Regions from separate parts of the Triticum aestivum genome. Here region 1 is linked to region 2. A link is a contact called in public Hi-C data. All regions are on one chromosome and are shown on one strand. Each heading gives the region's core, a stretch centred on a gene start, on an enhancer-like site or on the middle of the called end of the contact. The rest is flanking DNA. Distances are from core to core; before and after follow the strand shown. Region 1 has its middle 150 kb from the start of LOC123054155. Region 2 holds the start of LOC123054154 (myb family transcription factor MOF1).

Evidence for each region. A called contact is a pair of places that touch in the nucleus more often than the background predicts.
Region 1: a Hi-C map of leaf shows a contact between it and region 2, with 2.7 times the contacts expected there. The contact joins the enhancer-like site here to the promoter of LOC123054154 in region 2. A contact is called at or near these places in 2 of 5 Hi-C or Micro-C datasets (leaf and an unstated tissue).

The regions. Positions count from the first base shown.
Region 1 is chr2D:515,403,815-515,407,712 of IWGSC CS RefSeq v2.1, reverse strand. No RefSeq gene overlaps it. Among protein-coding and RNA genes, the nearest start is that of LOC123054155, 150 kb to the left of the region's middle. Within about 2 kb of position 1,637, at least 5 of the 8 cell types and tissues checked have an H3K27ac peak or open chromatin away from gene starts, as enhancers often do.
Region 2 is chr2D:515,214,694-515,218,665 of IWGSC CS RefSeq v2.1, reverse strand. It overlaps LOC123054154 (myb family transcription factor MOF1), which reads left to right and starts at 1,253. Exons shown (of 6, transcript XM_044477853.1): 1 at 1,253-1,634; 2 at 1,947-2,023; 3 at 2,160-2,196; 4 at 2,748-2,832; 5 at 2,962-3,214. The coding sequence starts at 1,505.

The sequences.
Region 1 (3,898 bases), core at 388-2,887, 190 kb before region 2:
GTGCAGGTGTGGTGCTTTTTGTCTCCGCGATCTGTTTGTTTGGCGTCATCCTGTGAAATGAGCAGCCCCTTGAAACGTAAACCATGGATCGTACTTGTGTGTCTGGTAGCCCTAGTTGGACGAAGCAAAAGATAGGTGCCACCGGACATCTAGACACGATGAAGTTTAGCTCAGACCACATACCCGATCACCTACTGCGTCTTCTAATCGTGTTTCGTTGCGGTTTGCTCCTTTTTTTTAGAAGAAACTTCCGTTGCATTTTGCTACGAGCAACAACTGAGAGGGAGATACGGATTCTCAATTTATTGGAGTTCAGCAGCAAAAGAGCAAGTAGCGTGCTCCTTGCATTGACATGGTCTCTCGGCTTGCTCTCTCTCTCTCTCTCGGCAATTTCTTTTTTGAGTGGTTGGCTTGCTCTTTCCTTTTTATTTTTTGAGGTTTTTTAGTTTAATTTTTGAGGTGAAGCATGCTCTTTCCAGCTCATCCATGCTTCTCGCCAGCAAAAAAGTTCCGACCCCGCCGTGATGGCCCACCAACACGGGAGCTCCTATGCAGCGCTGCAGGCGCCAGCTGGCGCTCACAGCCACCTGCTTGTGGGCCGGTCCATGTTGCGAGTGCTCGATCGCCATGCCCTGGTCGCTCGCTCGAGCGTTCTTTCACTTGTTGCTAAAAAAAGAGCGTTGTTTCACCTCAGTTGAGTTTTAAAAACCAAAAAAAATAGTTAAAATTCGCAAAAATGAAAAATTCGAGAAATCCAAAAATACAAAAATCTTGAAATACAAAAAAGTTCACGAAAGTGAAAAATCGTTCATAAATTTGGATAAAAGGTTCACGGTGATCTGAAAAAAGGTTCAATTTTTTTTAAAAGTTCATGGATTTTCAAAATTAGTTCACAAATTTGAAGAAAGCTTATCAATTTTGAAAAGAAAGTTCATAATGTGAATAAAGGTCATCAATTTTGAAAAAAAAAATCAAATCTCAAAAAACATTGATTTGAAAAAAAGGTTTATCAAATTTCAAAAAAGTTCATCGAATTTCAAAAAATGGTTCATCGAATTCATAAAAGGTTCACAAATTGGTAAAATTGCGAAACTGAAAAAAGTTCGTGCATATATCATTTATCAAAAAGTGTAAAAATAAAGAAAGAAAAAAATGTAAAAATAAAAAACCGAGCAAAATCGTTCGAAAAAAACAGTGACTAAACCAACACAAAAGAAGGTAATCATCATGTTGGAAGCAGGTGGCTGGGTGGTTATCGTGGCGTACTTGAAACCAGCACGTCGTTGGTTCGAATCACACCTAGCTCACAGTTTTTTGCGATTTATCAAATGAGAAAAACAATAATTGGGCTGGCCCAGCTCACCGGAGGTAGTGTGCGTTGCAGGCGCGAGTTAACGAAATGCACATTAACCGGGGCCCACCAACACACACACACATATAGGAACTGATTAACCGGTCACAGTTTTTTGCGATTTATCAAATGAGAAAAACAATAATTGGGCTGGCCCAGCTCACCGGAGGTAGTGTGCGTTGCAGGCGCGAGTTAACGAAATGCACATTAACCGGGGCCCACCAACACACACACACATATAGGAACTGATTAGGCCCGCTTACACGAAGAGGCCCATGATTCTCTTTGTGGCCATCCCGCACGAAATGCTGTGTCGGTCCAAGTGCAATGAAGGTCCACAATGCGCGCGGTAGAAGTGTCATTCTTTTACATCAAAGTATTCTTTATTGCAGTTCTTTAAAGTATTCTTTGTTGCAAGATGATCATCATATTATCTTTTACAATAGTATCAACAATCTCTATGGATGGAGCTTCCATTCACCCCGCACACACTTTACTTCTAGCTAGTTTGACAAAATCATGGCAGCACAATTAGTCTCTCTAGTAGCATGCTAAAAAATAATATGCGGGAATCACATGCAAGGTGATATATATCATCAAACACTGTCGCTGATACACCGAAAGGGCGACCTCAAATTTTCATTGTCTCTATCACCTTGATGTTGTGGGAATTCGTCTCTATGCGGTTACACACGACTGTAGTTGCCAAATTGATATCAAACCGTAAGGCCAGTGCCTCAGCCATAAGCGCATCTCCGCACCAATCGATTTCCCGTTCCCTGTTGTGACAAATCTGTCATTCGAGTTTCTGATGACAACGACATACGAGCACTTGAGTAAGTCTCGGTCAAAAGCCCCATCCACGGTTAGCTTCACATAGTTTCTCCTTGGTATGTCCCAGCCAGGTCGCTTGATCGTCGCCTTTGCATCACTCGCCATAGTATAGTTAGCAACCAGAGCTCTGATTGCCATTGCTATGAACTTAGGTTCTTGGACCTTTTCATTATGCACTTACTTTCTACTCTCCCACCATAAACACCTGGAAATAGTAGCAATTGCTTCCGTTGAATTTTCCATACCGAGGACCACACATTCTTCAGCTGGTTTTAGCCATAAATATTCTAGCACACCTTCTCCGACATGATCCACGGTGCATGCTTTATCAATGGCAAAGTCCAAACACAGTAACCGCCATACCGCTTTAGCTTTTGCACAAGTGACTAACAGTTTCTTGGTATCCTCTGCTCCTATACCGTATGTAGGACATTGTCCACTGACAATTATATGTCTGCTAGCCAAAGTAACTCGACATGGTAGCGATCCTAACAAAGTTCGCCAGAGGAGAATTTTAACCTTGACAGGACATCTTAAACTCCAGATCGTCCCTCATATTGGTGAATTCTGTCAGGGTCTGGCTATATTTTCTCCTGATATTTTATATCCATATTGTGTTGGGGAACACAGTATTTCAAAAAATTTACCTACGATCACGCAAGATCTATCTATGTGATGCATAGCAACGAGCGGGAGAGTGTGTCCACGTACCCTCGTAGACCGAAAGCGGAAGCGTTAAGTAACACGGTTGATGTAATCGAACGTCTTCGCGATCCAACCGATCAAGTACCGAACGCACGGCACCTCCGCGATCTGCACACGTTCAGCTCAGTGACGTCCCTCGTACTCTTGATCCAGCTGAGGCCGAGGGAGAGTTTCGTCAGCACGACAGTGTGATGACGGTGATGATGAAGTTACCGACGCAGGGCTTCGCCTAAGCACTACAACGATATGACCGAGGTGGATATCTGTGGAGGGGGGCACCGCACACGGCTAAGACAACTGTCAACTTGTGGGTCTATGGGGTGCCCCCCTCCCCCGTATATAAAGGAGCAAGGGGGAGGCTGGCCGGCCCTCATAGGGCGCTCCCAACGGGGGCAATCCTACTCCAAGTAGGAGTTGGATCCCCCCTTTTCCTAGTCCTACTAGGAGAAGAAGGAAGGAGTGGGGAAAGAGAAGGAAGGAGGGGGTGCCGCCCCTCCCCCTAGTCCAATGCGGACTAGGCCCATGGGAGGGGCGCGCGGCCAGCCCTTGGCTGCCCCTCTCTCTCCCCTAGGCCCAATAAGGCCTGTTACTTCTCCAGTGGTTCCGATAACCCTTCCGGCACTCCGATATTTATCCGGTGACCCCCGGAACTCATCCGGTGTCTGAATAACATCGTCCAATATATCATTCTTTATGTCTTGACCATTTCGAGACTCCTCGTCATATTCGTGATCACATCCGGGACTCCGAAATACCTTCGGTACATCAAAACACACAAACTCATAATACCGATCGTCATCGAACGTTAAGCGTGCGGACCCTACGGGTTCGAGAACTATGTAGACATGACCGAGACTCATCTCCGGTCAATAACCTATAGCGGAACCTGGATTCTCATATTGGCTCCCACATATTCTACGAAGATCTTTATCGGTCAAACGGCATAACAACATACGTTGTTCCCTTTGTCATCGGTATGTTACTTGCCCGAGATTCGATCGTCGGTAT
Region 2 (3,972 bases), core at 4-2,503:
TATACGTTAATGGCGCTGCGCACAGAGCACTAAACCTGCCAGTCCCACATCAACCCGTTGCATTGTGCATCCGTCGTCCGGGCCGTACAGGGCTGGCTAGGTAGCCAGCCAGCTAGAGTACTCATAGTAGGCGTCGTACCTGTGTAGCCTATGCATGCGTGGCCAAACAAGGGAAGAAAGGCCGGGGCGAAACGAGTAAATCGGTGCGGGAACCAACCAAAAGGCTGGGCCTGAGCCTGAGCGATGCGTGACATGATTTGCCAAGGGAAGAGAATCCTGCGCCCAGAGATACTGCCACTGTGGGTATCCGTCTTCCCAGCGCCCACTCGCAGCACGTCGTACATTACGTACGTGCATACATACGCTGGCACTGTCGCGCCCACCCGCTGTCTCTCTGACCGGACCGGCGCGCCGCACATAACACACGTCGCTGTCTCCCGGTGGCGGAGTCAAAGGCTTTGGCCGGAGCCGTGGCCTCGGCCGCGCGTCTCATTCATTATGGCGAGGCGTGGTCACAGGCCTCGGCGTGGCCCGTGGGAGGGAGGTGTCGTAGGGTTCTGCCTGTGTTCTTCTTTATTTTCAGGTGGTAAAACGGACGGGGTATGGCATGGCATGGATGGATGGGGATCTGAGGGAGGTGCCTGGACTGGACCGGTGCATCCGGTTTGTCCCCTTCCATTTGGTGTTCCCTCGCCTCGCCTCGCCTCGACTCGGATGCACACTTGCAGCAAGCAGCAGCACCAACACTCCTCCACTCCAGTGAACTTGTTGTTCCTTCAAGCTGCTGTCCTGTCCTCCTGCTGTTCACACGAAATAACGATGGTTTGGCTGATTTTGCACATGAAAGAGCGTCGCTATTTTAGCGCAAAAAGAAGAGCGTTGTTGTTTTAGCGCAAAAGCATGTGTGTGTGAGACACACAGGGAGCTCCGGTTAGAATGAATTTTTCTTGAGGTGTTCGGAGAGTAGAGAGAGAGACAGAGAGATGTTGGCTGGCGATATAGGAGTAGATCCACATTGGGCTGGGAGGTGGTACGTACTCTATAATGGAGCAGTTGTCTTTTCCCTCGTAAAGAAACTTTGCAAAGCATGGCAGGCCTCTCTCCCTCCCCCTCTCTCTCTCTCTCTGGTACGTATATTGTGGCAGTACAATGTCTGGACTCAATAAATCATGCTAATGATAGTAATGATAGCTACGACCAGTGCTCCGCTAATCCTAGACAGACGCAACCGTAATTATCACACAGCCCCTGCACCTGCAGTATCCACACAGACAGACGCAAGCTCTAATAGCCTCTAGCCATGCAAAGGAGCGGCCACGGGGGAGCACGGCACAGGCAAGAAACCAAGGGGTAGAGCCGTAGAGCGGCGCCAAGGGCAACCAAGCTCCCACCACCACCAGTATAAAAACCTACTCCGGCCTTCTTGTCTTTTGCCATTCCAAGGTAGAAGAACAAGGGCAGCTTCGAGAGGGAGGCGAGACAGGAGAAGGAGAAGGAGGAGGAGATGGGGAGCAGCGCCAAGAAGCAGGAAGCCGTGAGGCGGTACGTCAGATCCCGGGCTCCCAGGATGCAATGGACGGCCGAGCTCCACCGCAGCTTCCTGCAGGCCATAGAGTGCCTCGGTGGAGAACACAGTGAGTTCCTTCCTCTCTTCTTCTTCTTCTTCCTCAAACATATTCCTTTCCAAAGATTAGTTGCTCCTTTACTTCTTCTTATTCTTTCGGTTTGTTTTGTTTCTCCCCGCATCCATTTTCTCTTCTCGTTCTACACCGGATGTCTGCTGTGTTTGTACATGAATGATGAATCTAGTTTCTTGCCATGTCTGTTCTGTTACTAGTTTTGCACTAGCCAGGTTCCTTGTAGCTGCCTGATGTGTTGTTTGTCTCCTTTTAATCTCTTTAGAATCCTTACTAATTGTGACCTGGGCGGGGCGTTGTTAATTTCAGATGCCACTCCTAAGCTGGTTCTCAAGGTCATGGGTGTGAAGGAGCTTACCATATCCCATGTCAAGAGCCATCTGCAGGTTATTTTCTTCACTCGCCTCGCCTGCACCCATCACTCTTGCAATTATATTGTGTGAACTATATTCTTCCGTGCGGAGGAGCCTGCAAAGTAATACAAAGACTGACTGCTCCACGTTTGTTCCTTCTTTTGAACAGATGTACAGAGGCCCGAGCACTCGCAAGGCCAAGAGAGGTGAGAGCTGAAGCTCTGCCCTTTCAATATTCATGCATTTTTCTTTACTTCTTTTTTTGTGAAAAATCTTTCTTTACTTAATCAGTCTCGGAAGTCATAGGTTTTACCTCCTTGTTTCTTGGGGATAAGAGATGAGGCCCTATATATTCTTGTTATAAATTAGTTTGTCAACGCAACTTTAGCCTAGTTCCATTGTCTTTTTTTACAATCTTCCGAACCAAAGTTCACCTCCAAAACAATAGTACTGTAGAATGTTACACCACGAATAGTACTAGTACTAGCAGTGTTCATTTTCTTTAATTAAACATCAGATCAGATCGCCTCAAGGTCTGCGTGAGGCAACTCATTCGGTATTCATTGCCAAGCCTAGACACATCTGCAGCATGCTTATCACACCCGGCAACTAACCACTCATCGCTTCATCATGCATGCAAATGCTCTGCTCTGCTCCAAAAGCTAGGAACAAAAAAAAGTTAATCTGCATGAGATTTTTTCCCTGTGCACACTTTAGATGTTGCTAATGGAAAGCCAAACCCCTTTCTTTTTTCCAGAGGCGCAACCAGGGCTGCAAAGGAGGCACTCATGTGCCGCTGATGAGCAAGGAGGAGCCCCCTTCATGTGCCCACCTCTGAAAAGGTTTGTGCTAGCTGCAACATTTTCAAACTTTGAAACTGAGATGCGTTCAAGTTAAAAAAGACAAAGCTTTTTGGTGTCCTAATCTTGACAAGAGAGCACCTTTTCCTCCGGGGTCTTTGAAAAACACAGGGCGAGGACGGGGGCGGGGACAGAGGCCGCGGGCGAAGGCATGCAAGGCGGCCAAAGCCAAGGAATCAGTGGGATGAAGACCAGCGGCGCTGTCAACCCGTACTGCATTGATGATTACTACATGCAAGCCATGGCCATGGAGAGGAGAATAATGGAGGGCCTCAGCGGCTGGCAGAGGGATGCTGCTGCTGCGGCTGCTGTTTCCGACCTCCGGACCGTGGGATGCTTGGAGCAAGGATCCGGCGACTTTAAGGTACGCATCTGCTGCAAAAGTAGCCACGGTAAACATTGGGAAAGTTGGTCTCAAGAAGAAATGTCTTCTTTTGTCTTCAATTATTTCACGCACTTGTTATTTTTATCTCCCTTATTGCTTGCGCACACACAAACTGTTTGTTGATTGTCTGACTTAGCTGAGCTCGTACGTAGCCAACTAGCCACTTCATGTCCCTAGCATTAGTCAACCAGAGTTTTGAATATTTTAACTGGTTTTCATGGTGCAATGTCATGACCATACTACCATCCAATCCACTATTGCTGCATCTCGTGGTAGTTGTACTACTATGAGGGAGCTGGAATGTCCTGATTGACCGATGCACAATCTTTATCGTCCTATCAGGACTGTTGTATATCACTGTAGACGTTATATAGTTGCCGGTGCGTGTATCTGCCTGCATATGCACACCCCAGCTAGGCTTGTGAATACCGTATTTGTACAAGGACAATGTAGCCCACGTTGCACTTGCAGTAATGGCATTTGATTTGCATTGTTCACTCCTGAATCCTAGCACAGTTGTACCCGTGGGCATTCATGAGGATAACAGCGCAGGTAGAATTGCAACGTTATAGCTTTTCTGGTGGTTTGCTCTCACTGGAAATTTCAGAAAACTGCACATGTCATTTAGCTTCTGAAACACATAAATAGTGGTAGGAGTACTAGTGTACTAGCTCAGATCCTTGCGGTTTTACTGAAGCTAGGAAATTACTGTAGATATCATCCAACAGGGTCAAATC